2 separate regions of the Oryctolagus cuniculus genome follow, and region 2 is linked to region 1. A link is a contact called in public Hi-C data. All regions are on one chromosome and are shown on one strand. The core of a region is the stretch at or near the end of the contact, and the rest is flanking DNA. Distances in the headings are between cores, read along the strand shown. Region 1 holds the start of MED7 (mediator complex subunit 7). Region 2 holds the start of LSM11 (LSM11, U7 small nuclear RNA associated).

Region 1 (7,791 bases), core at 2,515-5,014:
CCAGGGCCCAGGTGATTGAAATTCCCTAGAAGTTATGACCCGGATGAAACCTGACTGAGAAGTCGTTCTAGAACTAAGCTCTCGGGCAATCCAAATGATCAAAGGTGCTGAACTGTGCAGACAACTGGAGTACAGTGAGAACTGAGAATGGCCACTGGGTGTCACTGGTTTGGGACATACTGCAGTGAGTAGTGGGGAAAAAGTCTTGATTGGGGTAGGGTCAAAAATGGGTGGATTTCTTCATGAAATAAATTGATGTGTGTGTGGCAGTAAGGTAGAGGGAATCACGATGGAAGAAGTCAACTATAGACTAAAAAAAAAAAAAAATTCAAGGCCACATTGGCCACAGCAGGCATTGTGGGCATTAAGCTGCTGCTTGCGATGCTGGCAAACCATTTCGGAGCACTGGTTTGAGTCCCGCTGCTCTACTCATCCATCTCCTTGCTTATGTGCCTGGGAAAGCAAGGGAAAACAGCTGAAGTGCTTGGATCCCTGCTATTCTCGTGGGACATCTGGATGGAGCTCTGGGCCCCTAGTTTCCGCCTGGATCATCCCCAGATATTGCAGCCTTTTGAGGAGTAAAATCAGCAGATGGAAGATCTTTCTGTCTCTCAACACAGCCTTTCAAATAAATAAATAAATCTAAAATACATACATAAAGGACACATTGGCCAGTAGAAAAAGAAGAGGCTTACTTGGAACCTGAGGCACTCAGAATTCAATTACTGGCCTGATATTTGATATTGTTAAATAATCAATTTATCTTTAAATGAGCGAATGGTTATACTAAAAGGGTCCTTAATCTTTTAGAAATGCACGTGCTGATATAGACACCATTTTTGAAATTGTGTGGTAAGTAAACTGGTTTCTGCAATTTCTTATATGATTGAATTTTCCATAATAAGTTTTTAAATAGTAAAGTCAAATAACTATTTTTAAAGAAGTCTGAATTTTTATCAGCAAAATTATCGTGCATTTTATTTGCAACGTGCTTTTGTAAGACTCCTACGACTTTAGAAATTTGTGACACTTCTTGTGAAAATAGCCCTCCAAAGAAACATTTTTCTCAACTTGGTAACTTGTTGCATAACAGATAAGAGATAACTGCTGCAGAATAGATAATAAATATCCCTGAATTCCCAAGTGAAAATAAAAGTGAACAGATGGTGAAGAAATGGAGATTCAGAATATATTGCTGATTCTCATGTTCACAACACTTCCAGATTTAAAGGCATATCTAAATAGCAGCGTCCAATATCATTTTTAAAATCGTATTTCCGACAGTGGGTTTGGAGTTGGAACGTTTAGAAACATCAGCTTGCCTGTGCTTTCCAACTTTTACTTAAGACATACAGATGCCCTGTTCGATTTCAAGCATTACATTTTAGAAATAAAAATAAGTAAACGGAGAAACCAGCTGCTACTTTTACTGATAAAAAGTACAGAGATCCAACCCCAGCCCGCAGGCCACTAATGGTGGGCGGGTTGTGGGGGTGGGACATACGCAAGCGCAGTACCGAGCTCTAGCTCTGGGGCGGGACTAGAGCCCAGGTGAAACGACAGCTCGAGCAGCCAATCAAGGGCAGCGTCGGTGGCTGCTTCCTGGGGAGGGAGAACGGAAGTCAGATTTCGGTTGCGGTGGCGAAGGTAGATTCTAGCGTCAACCAAGTGCAGAGGTGAGTGGGCGGCGTGGGCTTGGGGCCCCGCGTTCTTGGTTTTTCCTTCCGGACCCCGCTGCTTCCTCTCGGCCGGATTGGGAGTTCGGGAGGCCGTAGGGTCGGCCTACGAGGGCGCTCGCTGGTTTTCCTTTTCTGCGGTCTTCCAGGGCCGTGGCCTGGCTGCCGCGGAAGGTGCCCCGGGGCGGCGGGCTCCGGGTTTCCTCAGTGTGGGGTCGGCGCGGGACTGCAGGTTGGGAGGCGTGGGTTCTGGCCCCGGCGCAGCTGGTTTTCCAAGGTAGGGGCCCCCGGAGAGGCGGTTATCGCTGGCCACTTGTACAGTGAGAGTGCGCCTGTTCCCGTCTCTGAAATCTGCCGAGTTAATGAGGGGAGAGCGAGGGCGGCGGGTCCCAAGCCTCAGAATCGTCACATCCGCCTCGAGAGGTTCTAGAAACTCGGGAGTCCCATTCACGGTAGAGAGAAGAGAACCAAATCCCTGAGGATGGGACCCTAGAATAGCTTCCTTGCTTTGGTGATGTGCAATCTCCCCGCCCCCAGGGACCCCCCCCCCCCCAGCACATTCTAGAAGGTGGCTTTTCAGCCAGAGAACCGGTTTCGACGCTCCGCGCTGATCTTCCTGAAAACAAATAAAACAAACCTCCATTACTTTAGAAAAGTTCTGTCTAGAGAGGTGATACGGAATAAACATAAACATAATGGTGTTAGAGTCCCAAGTGTTTCTTGTACTCTTAGACGGTTCGTGGCTTAAGGATTTGTGATTGAAGAGATTTCGCGGGTTGGAGCTGAAAGGACGTGGGGTAGGAATTGCTGTTGTGCCGTTAGTAGTTATGCGATCTGCAGACACGTGCCCTTAAGACTTGGGATCCTCATCCGAAGAATAGAATTGATCGTGTACTTAGGTCATAGCTTTGGCAGGAAGATGATGTGGAGAGGATGTGAGACAGTGATGCCTCTTAGGGAGTTGACCCTGGAAAGATGCCAGCTGAAGTCGAGGGGTGCGCATCCGCAGAGGCACACGGGTACTTGCCGCCTCCTGACGTCGGAGGGGTGTGTCTTAAAACTGTTCAGATCGGTTTAAAAGAGCACTTGAGAATCTTCAGATTGGATGATAATACCTATGTTTAAAAAGGAGTAAGTAGAAGTGATTGTGGCCATAGAAGCTGTGGGTTTGAATTTGGGTTTCAAGTTTCTATAGTAGATACAGAAAGGTTAGTAAATTGTAGCATAAAATGTAGAAAAAAGATACAGACTTGGATAATCATTTCATCTAGGAGCCTTGGATGATACTGGGTATCTAGATTTTAGTAATGTTAATTTTGTCAAAATGTTTGAGTTATAAGTATTTACTTTGGGAAATCACTTCGTAATAGTAAAAGTGATTGTAGGGGCTGGCATTGTGGCGCAGCAGGTTAAATGGCTCCCTGCAACACCAGTATCCCATATGGGCACTGGTTTAAGTCCTGGTTGTTCCAATTTTATCTGGCTTCCTCTCATATGCCTGAGAAGGCAGTGGAAGATGGCCCAAGTGCCTGGACCCATATCACTCACAAAGGAGATCCGGATGAAGTTCCTGGATTCTACATGGCCCCGGCCCAGCCCCAGTCCTTAGCAGCTATTTGGGGAATGAAAAGGCAGATGGAAGATATCTCTGTTTCTCCTTCTCTCTCTGTAACTCTGCCTTTCAAATCAATAAAGTAAATCTTAAAATCATCTACCTTCTAAAAAAAAAAGTGATTGTGATATGTGTTTGGGCGACAGCATGTGTAGTTTTGCTATAAAGAGATGTGGAGAAATGGGACATAAAAGGTAAGTGGTGTAGAATCCAGAAGACTTTTCTTTATAAATGAAAAGGTACTCCAAGATATTGGGAGAGAAGTATTAACAGGGAAGGAAAAATAATGTGGGTTGTTGAGAATATAGTGCTTAATTAGAAAAGGGTGGCATCCATTCTGAGTTGTAAGTGTTAGCTTTGAAACTACCGGAAGAAAAGGGGAGTGCTCTGTCTGTAAACACTAAATGTGACAGGTTTGTTTTGTAGTTCTTCTGTGAATCTTTGGTTTGTTTTTGTAGGTGCTTGATCTTCCACAATGGGTGAGCCACAGCAAGTGAGTGCACTTCCTCCACCTCCTATGCAGTACATCAAGGAATACACTGATGAAAATATTCAGGAAGGTCTAGCTCCCAAGCCACCCCCTCCAATCAAAGACAGTTATATGATGTTTGGCAACCAGTTCCAATGTGATGATCTTATTATCCGCCCTTTGGAAAGTCAGGGCATCGAAAGGCTTCATCCTATGCAATTTGATCACAAGAAAGAACTGAGGAAACTCAATATGTCTATCCTTATTAATTTCTTGGACCTTTTAGATATCTTGATAAGGAGCCCTGGGAGTATAAAACGAGAAGAGAAGCTGGAAGATCTTAAGCTGCTTTTTGTCCATGTGCATCATCTCATAAATGAATACAGACCCCACCAAGCAAGAGAGACCTTGAGAGTTATGATGGAAGTCCAGAAACGACAGAGGCTTGAAACAGCCGAGAGGTTTCAGAAGCATCTGGAGCGAGTGATTGAGATGATTCAGAATTGCTTGGCCTCTTTGCCTGATGATTTACCCCACTCAGAAGCAGGAATAAAAGTAAAAACTGAACCAATGGATGCTGATGATAGCAACAATTGTACTGGACAGAGTGAGCAGCAAAGAGAAAATTCAGGTCATCGAAGGGACCAGATTATAGAAAAAGATGCTGCCTTGTGTGTCCTAATTGATGAAATGAATGAAAGACCGTGACTCATGTTAGTTTTCTTTTTTCCCTTTTGGTAAATAGTATAATATTACTGGTTTATTTTCTTTTGGGCAGTCTTAAAATGAATAACTAAAAGTTTAAATGGCCTTTTTCTTGACTCTCCAGCTTTTTCACTTACGTAATGCCATAGGCAGCAATTTCAGTATATAACAAGTGTAGGCAAACAGGGACCCGTAAATTAAGAATAGTGACCTGAAAAAGAAAATGTTTGCTGCAGATGTGTGGGGCATTCTTTTTTTTGGAGTTGGAGTAAAAGTTTGACAGTGTCCTTGGTAATAGCAAACTTTCATCCTTAAAAAGTAAATTTGTCATTTGCTTTAAGAATGAGGGATAGATACTCTAAAATGTGAAATTATGTAATATTTAAAAATTTACCTAATCTGCATAAGGTAGTATAGCATTTTAAAAGAGACCCATTTGTTATGAAACAAAAACTTTATTTTTCCTTGTGATTCTTGTAACTCTACTACCTCAGTAGACTCTTTTTCCTTATCTTGAACCTTGGTAGGTCCCATAAATTGGTTTTTCTCAGTCACTTGGGTAGAAAGTCTTTGGTCAGCTTAGTTAGAAATTTTAGATTACAGATTTTAGTAATTAAGAGGATTGAAATTACAGATTTTTAAAAATATTTGTAATTCTTTGAAATTACACATTTTTAAAGCTAAGCTCAGACATGATCAAGGCTGGTAGACTGCAGTGGGAGAAGGGTTTGGTGGGAGCAACTGCTCGATGTCCACCAGTGATTCGCGCTTCTTCTTGCTGAGATATCACTGTTCAGCCAGTGACCACATTTCCCTACTGCCCTATATCTGTGTGAGGCCATGTGACTAAGTTCTGGGAAATGGAGTCTGTGCCCTAAGATTTCTTGCACGATCTTCCATTCTGTTCCCCAGTCGGCTAGGTGTGTGCCCACACCCATGCAAGCCTGGTGACAACAGTTTATAGTAATTTGGTTCTAGAATGTGAAGATTAGGTCCTCTTTTAACTCCATTCTTCCTTCTACAGCTAACTTAATGTGAACAAGAAATAAACTGTCTTGGGTACTGAGATTTTATTTCTGTACTTTCTTTTCTCCTCCCTCCTTCCCCCTCCCGCCCATTGGCCTCATATCAGGATCTTTGCCTGCTACTCTCTGACAGAAGCCAGTGGTTCTCCATTGTCCTTTTGGACCAGCAGCATTAGCATCACTTGGGGATTTGTTAGAAATCAAGCTCCTCTGGCTCCACCCTGGACCTTCTGAACCAGAAACTTGCTGGTGCACAGGGCGTGGCAAGCTTGGTGTTAAGCCTTCCTCCAATTCTGATGCATGCTCAAGATTACCATCTGTAGAGATGGGCCTTTTCCTGGGTGATGTGCTTTTGATTTCTCCCTCATTTCCTGTTTACTAGCATAGGGATTTGCTGCATTAAGGTCTCACCAACTCACTGTAAAATGGTTACAGGCCAATTTCCCTGTGTGAAATATGCATTCTTTGCATTCAGACAGAGGCTGTTTCCAATTAACACTTCTAGCAGACAAGAACTAATTAACAAGTCTCAAATTTAAGGTTTTTTTTTTTTTTTTTTTTTTTTTACCAACTGGAATATGCTTGGTGTAGACCTTGGGACCAGAGACCCCCAAAGGACATTCTGGTTTCCCTTAATTAAATTAAATTTGTTCCACACCTCCTCCCTCATACCTTGGTCAGTGAGCAAGATGGAAATGGCTCTTGAACAACTCAACAACCGTTTCTCTTTTGACTTTTTAAAAAATACATTGCTGTGAGAGGAGTGTTGGGCTGAGGTACAAAACCAATTTGGGACCACTTTGAAAATCCTTGCATGTAAGAAATGAAATCATTTAACATTGTTAAGAGTCACAACAGTTACTTGTAAATTTGTGTGTGTGTGTGTGTGTGTGTGTGCGCATTGAGGGGAGAGGTATTGATGGATTGCAATGCCATAGGTTAGCTTCACTTTAGCCCAGAGCTAATCAAGGAGTTCTGTGCAGTTGCACCTGATGTAACTCTTGATATTATAGTGGAATGAAACGTTAATGTTCTGATAGTTGCTGCAATTTTAAAAGCTTACCATACATGGACTTTTACTCTTGTGAGGATTAAAACACATCTCTGGATGTCTGTTTATGCTGAATATTCCTGAAAGATTGATTTGCCAGGGCCAGTGTTGTAGAGTGGGTTAAGCTGCCGCCTGTAACACTGGCATCCCATACAAATACCAGTTCAAGTGCAGCTGCTCTGCTTGCAATCCAGTTCCCTGCAAATGCGCCTGGGAAAGCAGAGAAAGATAACCCAAGTACTTGGGCCCCTGCAAACCATGTGGGAAATCCAGATGGAGTTCGAAGCTCCTGGCATTGGTGTGGTCCTAGCTGTTGAGGCCCTTTAGGGAGTGAACCAGTGGATGGAAGTGTGCATGCTGTCTCTAACAGCCTTTCAAGTAAAATAATTTTAAAAAATTGATGGAACAAAGTAAAATGTCTGCAAGAATCAACGCAAGTTGTTCTTGAAATGCCTGATGCTCAAACTGCGGAGACATTTAACTTCATTTTATTGAATTGAAGGCCCTGGCATTTTGTTTTTAAATGAATGCTAGAAATTTTTTTAGATACATGTATTCATTTGAAAGAGGAGTAATATGGAGGAGAGAGAGAAAGATCTTTCATCTGCTAGTTTATTTTCCAAATGGTTGCAACAGCTGGGCTGGACCAGGCTGAAGCCAGAAGCCAGGAGCTCCATTTGGGTCTCCCATGTAGTTGGCAGGGACTTAAGTCCTTAAGCCATCATCTGCTGTTTCCTAGGCACATTAACAGTGAGCTGTGGGCTGCCAGTGTCCCCGGTGGTGGCTCAACGCACTGTGCCACTGAGTCCATCGCCTGATGTTGATTTAAAGAAATCTGCAGGTGGTTCTGCACAGTGGTTCAAGAGTTTTATTAATCAGTGTTCTGTTAATTGGTGACAAAATGTTATGCAAGAAGATGAATTTGTTGGAAGGATAATGGGATATGTTACATGACTGAACAAACTGAAGAGGATATGGATGGAATTGAGTTAGTTGCCCTAGAGACCCTCCTGATTAGCTCCATTCTCTGGACAGACCAACTTCTTTAATGATACGGGTGGAGAACATGGCTGCTAACAGGTCCCAAGTGTTAGGTCTTTTTCTGTCTTTCTTGTTAGCTAAGTTTGAGGAATTGGGGTTTGCATACCTGATTCCAACTGGACCAATCAGCTGGGGCCTGGATCCTGTAAAAATGAACAGTCCTCACTATGTCCATGTATGGAGAAAACCATCCATTTTTCAGAGAAAGGAAG
Region 2 (7,791 bases), core at 3,903-6,402, 540 kb before region 1:
GAAGTGCTGTTTGTATCCTAGGCCTCGATGCTGCACAGGGCATCTGCCCGGCCTCCGGGTAAGCATCTCATGAAAAGAGCAGCATGCCACCTCCCTGCAAGGAGACTGCAGCTACAGATTTCAGCTTTTATTGTGAGAGATTCTTCGCCTCAGAGCTTGGGAGCAGGGATGAATTTTATTTTTATCATTTCATGGTAACTTAGATATCACAATATGCTATCTACAGTACAGAAGACTTCCCCAAAGAAAACTTCTTCCCCTGCCTCTACCCCTTCCCCCATATGTCTCAGTCTTCCTTTTCTAGTTCTGCAAGGCAAAATTCTTTGGCAGGTATTTGCCATTGACGGTAGACAAATCATCTCTGTGTTTTGCCTCTGGGGTATAAGGAACAACCATCCTACACTGCAGTCTGGGAAACTCTGTTCTTCTTGGCCACCTTATCATTCCTGCACAGGCTGGTTATAAACAATGGCTGTGATAAGTTAATAGAAAACACCATCAGGGGTGGGGTTTGGCATAGCAGTTAAGATGTGATTTGTGACACGCACCTCTCATATGCGATTGTCTGGATTCAAGCCCTCGCCCCACTCCCAATTCCAGCTTCCGACTGAGAGAGACCCTGCGAGGCAGCAGGTGATGGCTCAAAGGTGGGTCCCTGCCACCCACACCAGATGCCATTCCTAGCTCCTGGATTCAGCCTGGCCCAGCCTCAGCTGTTGCAAGCATTTGGGAAGTGAGTCAATGGATGGGATATCTCTGTCTCTCTACATTTCAAATAAATATAAGAATAAATATATAAAAATTAAATTAGAAAGCTGCTAGTCTCCCTCAGAGCGCTTCCTTTTTTAAAAAGAAAGAAAATACTCTTGGAAGAAAAAGACTTAGCAGATGAGAAGTAGGAGTTTGTCAGATTGAAGATTTGGCAGTAAGGTACAGTTGGAGACAAAGTGGCAGAAACACTGGCCTTGGGAAGGAGCCTGAGAACTTGCTGTGACCTTAGCCACCCACCTCTCTACTAAGCAACACTTTCAACCTCTGTACACGTTTGATGATGTGTGTGGGCGTGCACGTATCTGCATGTTACAGGCCTGGTTAAGTCAGGGTCAGCTGTCTGAACTGGTGTGTAACCTAGTGAATCACCTTTTCTTCGCAAGTCCAAGTTTCCCTCTGCATAAAAAGAGGCTAGTTAACTTCTAATTTCACAAATGAGTCTTTAAATTTCACTCCTTAGAAACTAAACACAATGTCTGGATTATTCCCTTGCCAATACATATGTACCGTCCCTACCTCCCAAATACGTGTGTTAAAAAAAAAATAGGAGCATTACTTTACTTCTTCCCCCACACCCTCAAGCATGTATCCTAATTAAATAAATACCAAACTCAGGTCTTTCAACTCTCACATCTGAAACTTTCTCTGCATTTTTTTCCTGCAAAGGTTGAGTGAGGTGTAATTCCAGGGAGCATTTCTCCTCTTGTGTGATCAGAAACACAACACTAGCATCACCCAAGACAGCCAAGAGCCCAGGCAAAAGCAAGCCCCTGTTCTCCGAACGCTCCCTCTCTTTCCCGGCATCTCCAAAGAGACACAAGCCACGCTTCTACAACTTAATAGGGAAAAAAAGCAGACTCCTTAGGCTGAAGCAAGTTATTCTTCCCAATTCCAAACCCAGGTCGATTCTCAGCTTCCCTCTTCCTTCTCCCTGCTGGGAGGGAGTCCCAGCACTAAGTCCACTAAGTCCAGACAATAGATTCTCAGTAACTAAGACCTGCCCTCTCCTTCCTCTCTCCACAGAACAGTCCAGCCCAGATCCTCATCAGATGATTAGTTTACTCTCTAAGTCTCCTCACTCCCCTCATTCACATCCACATTGTCATCATCATCATCACTCACCCCGGGGCCTTGTGTGTAAGTCAGGCCCTGTGGTAAGTTTAAATTAGAATACATTATTTTATGCAATCCTCATAACAATCCTAACAGATATACACTATTATTTCACCCCATTTTATAGATGAGGAAACTGAGGCTCAGAAAGGCTCAAACAATTTCTTCAAGGTCGCTTGTCTGGTAAACTGCTGAACCAACACTGAAAGCAGGCAGGTTAAATGCATTCAGACCTGGGGCTTTTAATTAAGACAAGCTAAAAGTAGTAATGGAGGAAGGCTGTTTGGCACAGCGGTTAGGATATCACTTGGGATACCTGCATCCCATATGGTTTATCTGGGTTTAAGGCCTGATTCTGCTCCCCATTCTAGCTTCCTACAGGTGCACTTTCTGGAAGGCAGCAGGTGACGGCTCAGGTAGTAGGGTCGCAGCCACCCACACGAGACCTGGATTGAGTTCCTGGCTCTAGGGCCTTTGGGAGAGAACCAGTGGATAAGGAGGTCCCTCTAATAATAATAAATTTAAAAAAATAACCACAACAACCCACGGTAACAGTGACATTTAATGTTCACTGAAAACCTCCCTTTTGTGCCAGGTAACATTATTACTATAAATGCTTTAAATGTGTTAACCAACTGAATCCTCACAACGATGTGAGGTACTACTACTGCCTTCCCTCTACAGAGGAAACTGAAACCAAAAGACTCTCGATAGCTTCACCCAGAGTAGAAGATGTGCAAGCCAGTGGACAAACCTAGGCAGACTCTACACATATACTGAAACTCACTTATGGCGCAGCTATTTGCCACAGCGTAACCAAGTCGAACCTCCAACACCTGCACCCAATATGGGAGTCCCAGGTTCTAGGACTCCCTCCACTTCCAATCGAGCTTTCTGCTAACGAGCACCCTGGGAGGCAACAGGGTATGGCTCAAGTACTTGGGTCCCTGCCAGGCACATAACAGACCTGGATGGAGTTCCAGGTTTCTGGCTTTGGCCTGGGTCAGCTGTTGTGGGTGTTTGGGAACTGAACCAGAGGATGGCAGATCTCTCAATCTTGATTTCTCTGTCTCTTGCTCGGCCTTTCGAAAAATATGTCACTTTAAGATTTTAAATCCCACTTTAAAAGCATGAATTTTTCTACTGGTAAGTTATACCTTTATAACTTGATTTTGAAATAATTATTACCCTCAACTATGCCCTTCTTCAACTGCAAGACCTAAAGCTTATCCAAGAAGTCGTTCTTGAACAAATCTAACCCTCACCCACGCTCGGGTCACTTCTGCCTCTGCAGGCCATCAGACTCTTTGCGATGTCAAACTCTCCACTGTCTCCAGGGTCATAATTAACACTTTCAGTGGCTAGGGAGTCTCTGCAATCCTGACTCCATGTGTGCATTTAATATGCAAAGCCGACAACATGTGTGTTTAATAAAGGAAAGTCACACCCTGTCTTAGCCATAACGTGCTCCAGAGTAAAGCTAACACAACTGACCACAGAGCAATCTCTTCAACAGTCTCAGTAGCAAAGCAGTAACTGGTAAAGTGGAAATAAAATGTCAGACCCAGCGTTGGAGTTGATTTAAATTTTAACAGGCAAAATAAGGGTCCCCAAACTGCTCTCGTTTCAGGAGAATGCACACTGTTTCTGTGCCACTGCTGGGCAGGCAAGGCAGCGATGCTCTGCCCCGTCAGTCACCCAGCAGTGGCACCATGACAGCACGCAGCTTTTCAGGATGCTTCTCTCCTAATAAACACATTTCTAGGAATGAAGCAAAACAGCCCCTTGTTTAGCACAGCCCTCCATTCAAAAGGCGGCACTTTCATCATGGAACAATTTCATTATCAGGATGCAGACGCTTTCAGTGGCTAAGTAGGTCACTGCCTTCACAGGGCAGATGTCAGAGCTGCTTGCCAGATGAAGACAGACAGAACCCTGGGCTCTTTCTATTCCATTTACACGGGACCCAGCACGCATTCGAACGTCGGCTGCTTACAGCTTTACTCCAAGGATCTATTAGGAGGCACCAGGAAATTCTCCAGTGCCGTTCACACCTTCAGAACTCTAGACAACCTGCGCATATGTTAATAGGAGCCTGACAGACACAGTCCCACACCTCGCTACAGACCAGTGTCTGTTTTGGTGGCATTTTGTGCCTGCTGCTGCGTTCCCACACTTGTGACTGAGTAATGTGAACATACGTGCCCAAGACCTGCAGCCCTCAGCCCTTCTCCTGCTCGGCGCACCGGGGGAGTGAGGTGCAGGGTTTAGCAGATTATAACCCCCTGCGCGACCTAAACACATCTCCCCACGCCCATCCTGCTCATCCCCAAACGACTGGGACCAAACACTCCCCTGACCCCTAAAACCGGCCGTGCGCCGCCCCGCCCCCAACTTCTGTGCTCTCTCCTCCCACCTCCCCCGGTGGTCCCCAAGACCTCTCACCGCCTCCGCAGACCTCCCTGCGAGGTCGCCCTTGGCTGTGAGCGTCCCCAGCCCTCCCCCCGCCTACCCCCTGCTCCCACGGGCCCTTGCTGCCACGGACCCTATTACCTTTGCAAATCTTCCCCAAGGCTCCCGATACCCACACAGCCTTACACTCGGCCCCTCCTGCTCATGCAGACTTGTCCCCCACTCCAGGCGACCCTCCCCACCGTCGCTGAATCTCCCTGCAAACCCTCGCCAGGGCCCTGCCCCTAGTACGTGCAGACCCCGCGCCAAGCCCCGACCACCCCGCAGACAGCCCCGGGGCTGCCGGCTCCCGCTTCCCCGCCCGCGGACTCACGGGGCATTCGCGTGAGCACATTGCGCGGCGCCTTCCTGCTCCGTCCCGAACCCCGCCGGCGCGCCCCTGCGGCCCCATCCCCTTCCTCCTTGACCACCATGAGGCGGCGGAGGCGCTGGATGCGCTCGGGGTCCGGGGCGGGGGCGTCGGGCCGGCGGCGGGACCTGCCCAAGGGCCCCGGGGCGGCGGCGGGGGCCCCAGCGCCTGCGGCCGCGCTCCGCGCCCGGCCGCGCCCGCCGCCCCGGCACCCGGTCCTCAGGAAGCTCTCGTACTCCGCCAGGTTGTTGAAGCACGGGGCGTTGGGGTACGGGATGGGAGGCACGCGGGGAGCGTACAGGGCCAGCAGCGGGTCGAAGCTGTCAGAGCTGACGTCCAGCCGCGGGCTGGGCGGGCTCGCGGGGCTCCCGGCGCGAGCCTGCCTCGCCCCCCGCTCCCGCTCCTCCATGTTTGAAAGGCCCGCAAGCCGAGGCCGATGGGAAGAAGGAGCGGGACCGCCAGAGGGCGGCACTGCGCAGCCGCAGCGCGGAGTCGCCCTGCGCGGCGCGGCCGCTGGGGGGCAGCACCTGCCCACGCTTTGCCCTTGCCGGGGGGCGTGGCGCATGGCCCGCGCCCAGCTGACCGGTTGACGCTGTTAACCTGATCTATTGCAGTGTCTCGTGCATATCATTTGGGGCGTTTATTAATACTCCTGATACCGTGCGGTTGGAGCCTGGGATCGCGTTTCAAAAAATCCTAAGGCGTCTCTGCTCTCGGGAACTGCAGCCTAGCTTGAGCGGACGGGGCGGGAATAGGACAATACACATTTCAATTTGCATCTATGCTGAGCAGTGCTCGGGAGTTGAGGGACCTTTATCACTTCATTTTTCTAAGCATTGCTAACTGGAGGAATCAAGGATCCAGCTCTCGGAAGACGGGATGGAAGATGCCCAAGATTTGATTCCTAACTTGTGACTTCATAACCTGTTTAGCAAAACATTTATTGTTCTTATTTGAAAGGCAGAAAAACTCCATTTTCTGGCTCCCTTTCCTGATTGAAACGGCTGAGGTTGGTCCAGGTCTAAGCCAAGACCTCAGAACTCAATCCAGGTCTCCCAAGTGGGTAGCAGGGACCTAATTACAAGAGCTATCAATACTGCCTTCCTGGCTTGCCTCAGCAGGAAGCTGGAAGATGGGAGCTCAGACTGCCATCTTAATTGCTATCCCAGCGGCCCACCCCCATTTTTTGGTCTTTGATGTTTAAGAGACAGTTTAGACGAAACACCCAGATAGCTCCTCCCCATTCAGTAGAGCCAAGCTATTTCCAGCCATCTGTAGGCCACACAAGCCCCCTTCCCACCAGCACTCTCCCAAACTGTCATCTCTACACTAGTTTTTGTGTCTTAGTTTGATTTTGAAAGGCAGCCCGAGAATACAGAGAACCTCAGTAAGATGGAAATATACAATACACCTTCAAAGTTAACACACTGGAATACACACTACAACAAAGATATAAAAACCTTCCAACGGCTTCCAAGCAACATTACAGGTTTTGTTGTGCTCCAAGTATTTAACATGGTTTATTACTTGGGTCAGTTCTCCCTGGTGAAACGAAACAGGCAAAACTGAACTGTTGCTAATTGTTACAGGATCACCTGGGACCCCTGAGTGCACACTTCATTGGGTTATCTTGCACATGTTAATACCTACTTGTTGGTCATTTTGATAAAAAATGCTACCAATTTACCACCAAGTTAAACTCACCAAGAGCAAGTTTGTCTTTGTTTCACCTCTTCTATCACAGAGGCCTTTTTGCCCAAAGTGCTGTCTCAGACAAAAGGAGCTTTCAGAGTGCAAGTCAGAATGCTGAATCCAAATCTTCACGAGAGCAGCAGCTCAAATTCGAACTGTTAGTAACCATTCCCCCCCTTCCCTCCCCCCCCCCCTTTTTTTTTTGCACAGAGCTCTGTGAAGCCCTGCTCTGAGGAGGTCTAATCTTCCTGGCCCAGACATAACACATTTAATTCATATATTTGTTTAAGACAAATAAACAGGCTAAAGGAGTTGAAGCTTTTATTTTTTTTTCTGAGATTTTAGAAATTACCAAACCTGAGCTCCATCCCCTGTTCCTGCAGAGTGGGGAGAACAGGAAGTGGGGGGGGCATCGACAGATGGGGTGTCCATTAGTGAAGGGATAAGGCTAGCTGTCACCCTTTCAAAAATACATTCTCTTCTTGGCTGTAAATTCTGCAATGCAACACCAGGCACTGGGACGTGGGCTGTCTCTTAATTAAATCTTAACAGAGCCAAATAATGTTTTTCCTCTAAAATATGGAAAAGGACAAGAGGAAATGCGAGTTTTCTCACCAGCCAGCCCACGACCTCCCCTTCTGTAGCCAAGAGCTTCGCACTGCCGCTTTCTGTGGCTCCTCGGCCATCTCCGCTGGTCCCTTAACAGGTGGTTATGATGCCCCCTCGGACACAACGGACATCCTGACCCCTCTGCCTGCATTCACATGCCGTTGTTCTGAGTCCCTACAAGTTACTTGACAATCTTTTTCAGGGAATCCAATCGGAAGGCAGCACTGAATGAAGAACATGAGGTCAGTGCTTCCCAGCCTCAATCATTCACGGCCACGTTTTCTCTCCTCTACACACACAAATTCTTCCTTCCCAGGATGACGTGAGAGGCCTTGCAAATTGGCAAGGTACTGATCATGCCAACAATCCCAGAAAATTAGTCCATGGAATCTGTATACTGCGTCCCCAAAGAACCATGTATTCCTCCAGCCGAAGTTGCCAATTCTGGAGACTGGCACACCCTGCAGTGTTCCCTGGAATTCCTGAATTCGGAGGCCTTGCGGAGGCATCAACCCATGCTGATCTTCCGGTCTGCCAAAGGTGAATGCCAGTACTGGGTGGCAGAAGTGTGATTTTCAAGGGCACTGGGTTCTGTAGTGAGGAACAGGTGGCTGAGAGTAAAGTTTGGGCTCCTCTTCTATTGTAGGTGAGAAGAGCTGACAGGTTTCTGTAAGATTTATGCCACAATCTGAAAATGACTCATTCTGCAAGGCATGACAGACTTCTTGCTTTACCAAAATAGTACAATTTTGAGGAAAAAAAAATCAAGGAAACCAGGTTCCAGC

Evidence for each region. A called contact is a pair of places that touch in the nucleus more often than the background predicts.
Region 2: a Hi-C map of an unstated tissue shows a contact between it and region 1, with 3 times the contacts expected there. The contact joins the promoter of LSM11 here to the promoter of MED7 in region 1. A contact is called at or near these places in 2 of 6 Hi-C or Micro-C datasets (ear pinna and an unstated tissue).

Annotation. Positions count from the first base shown.
Region 1 is chr6:44,109,302-44,117,092 of mOryCun1.1, reverse strand. MED7 (mediator complex subunit 7) reads left to right here and starts at 3,764. Exons shown (of 3, transcript XR_007918516.2): 1 at 3,764-4,470. HAVCR2 (hepatitis A virus cellular receptor 2) reads left to right here and starts at 4,401. Exons shown (of 9, transcript XM_008255320.4): 1 at 4,401-4,470.
Region 2 is chr6:44,650,021-44,657,811 of mOryCun1.1, reverse strand. It overlaps LSM11 (LSM11, U7 small nuclear RNA associated), which reads right to left and starts at 5,152. Exons shown (of 4, transcript XM_051843563.2): 1 at 4,670-5,152. The coding sequence starts at 5,114. THG1L (tRNA-histidine guanylyltransferase 1 like) reads right to left here. Exons shown (of 6, transcript XM_002710341.5): 6 at 6,702-7,791.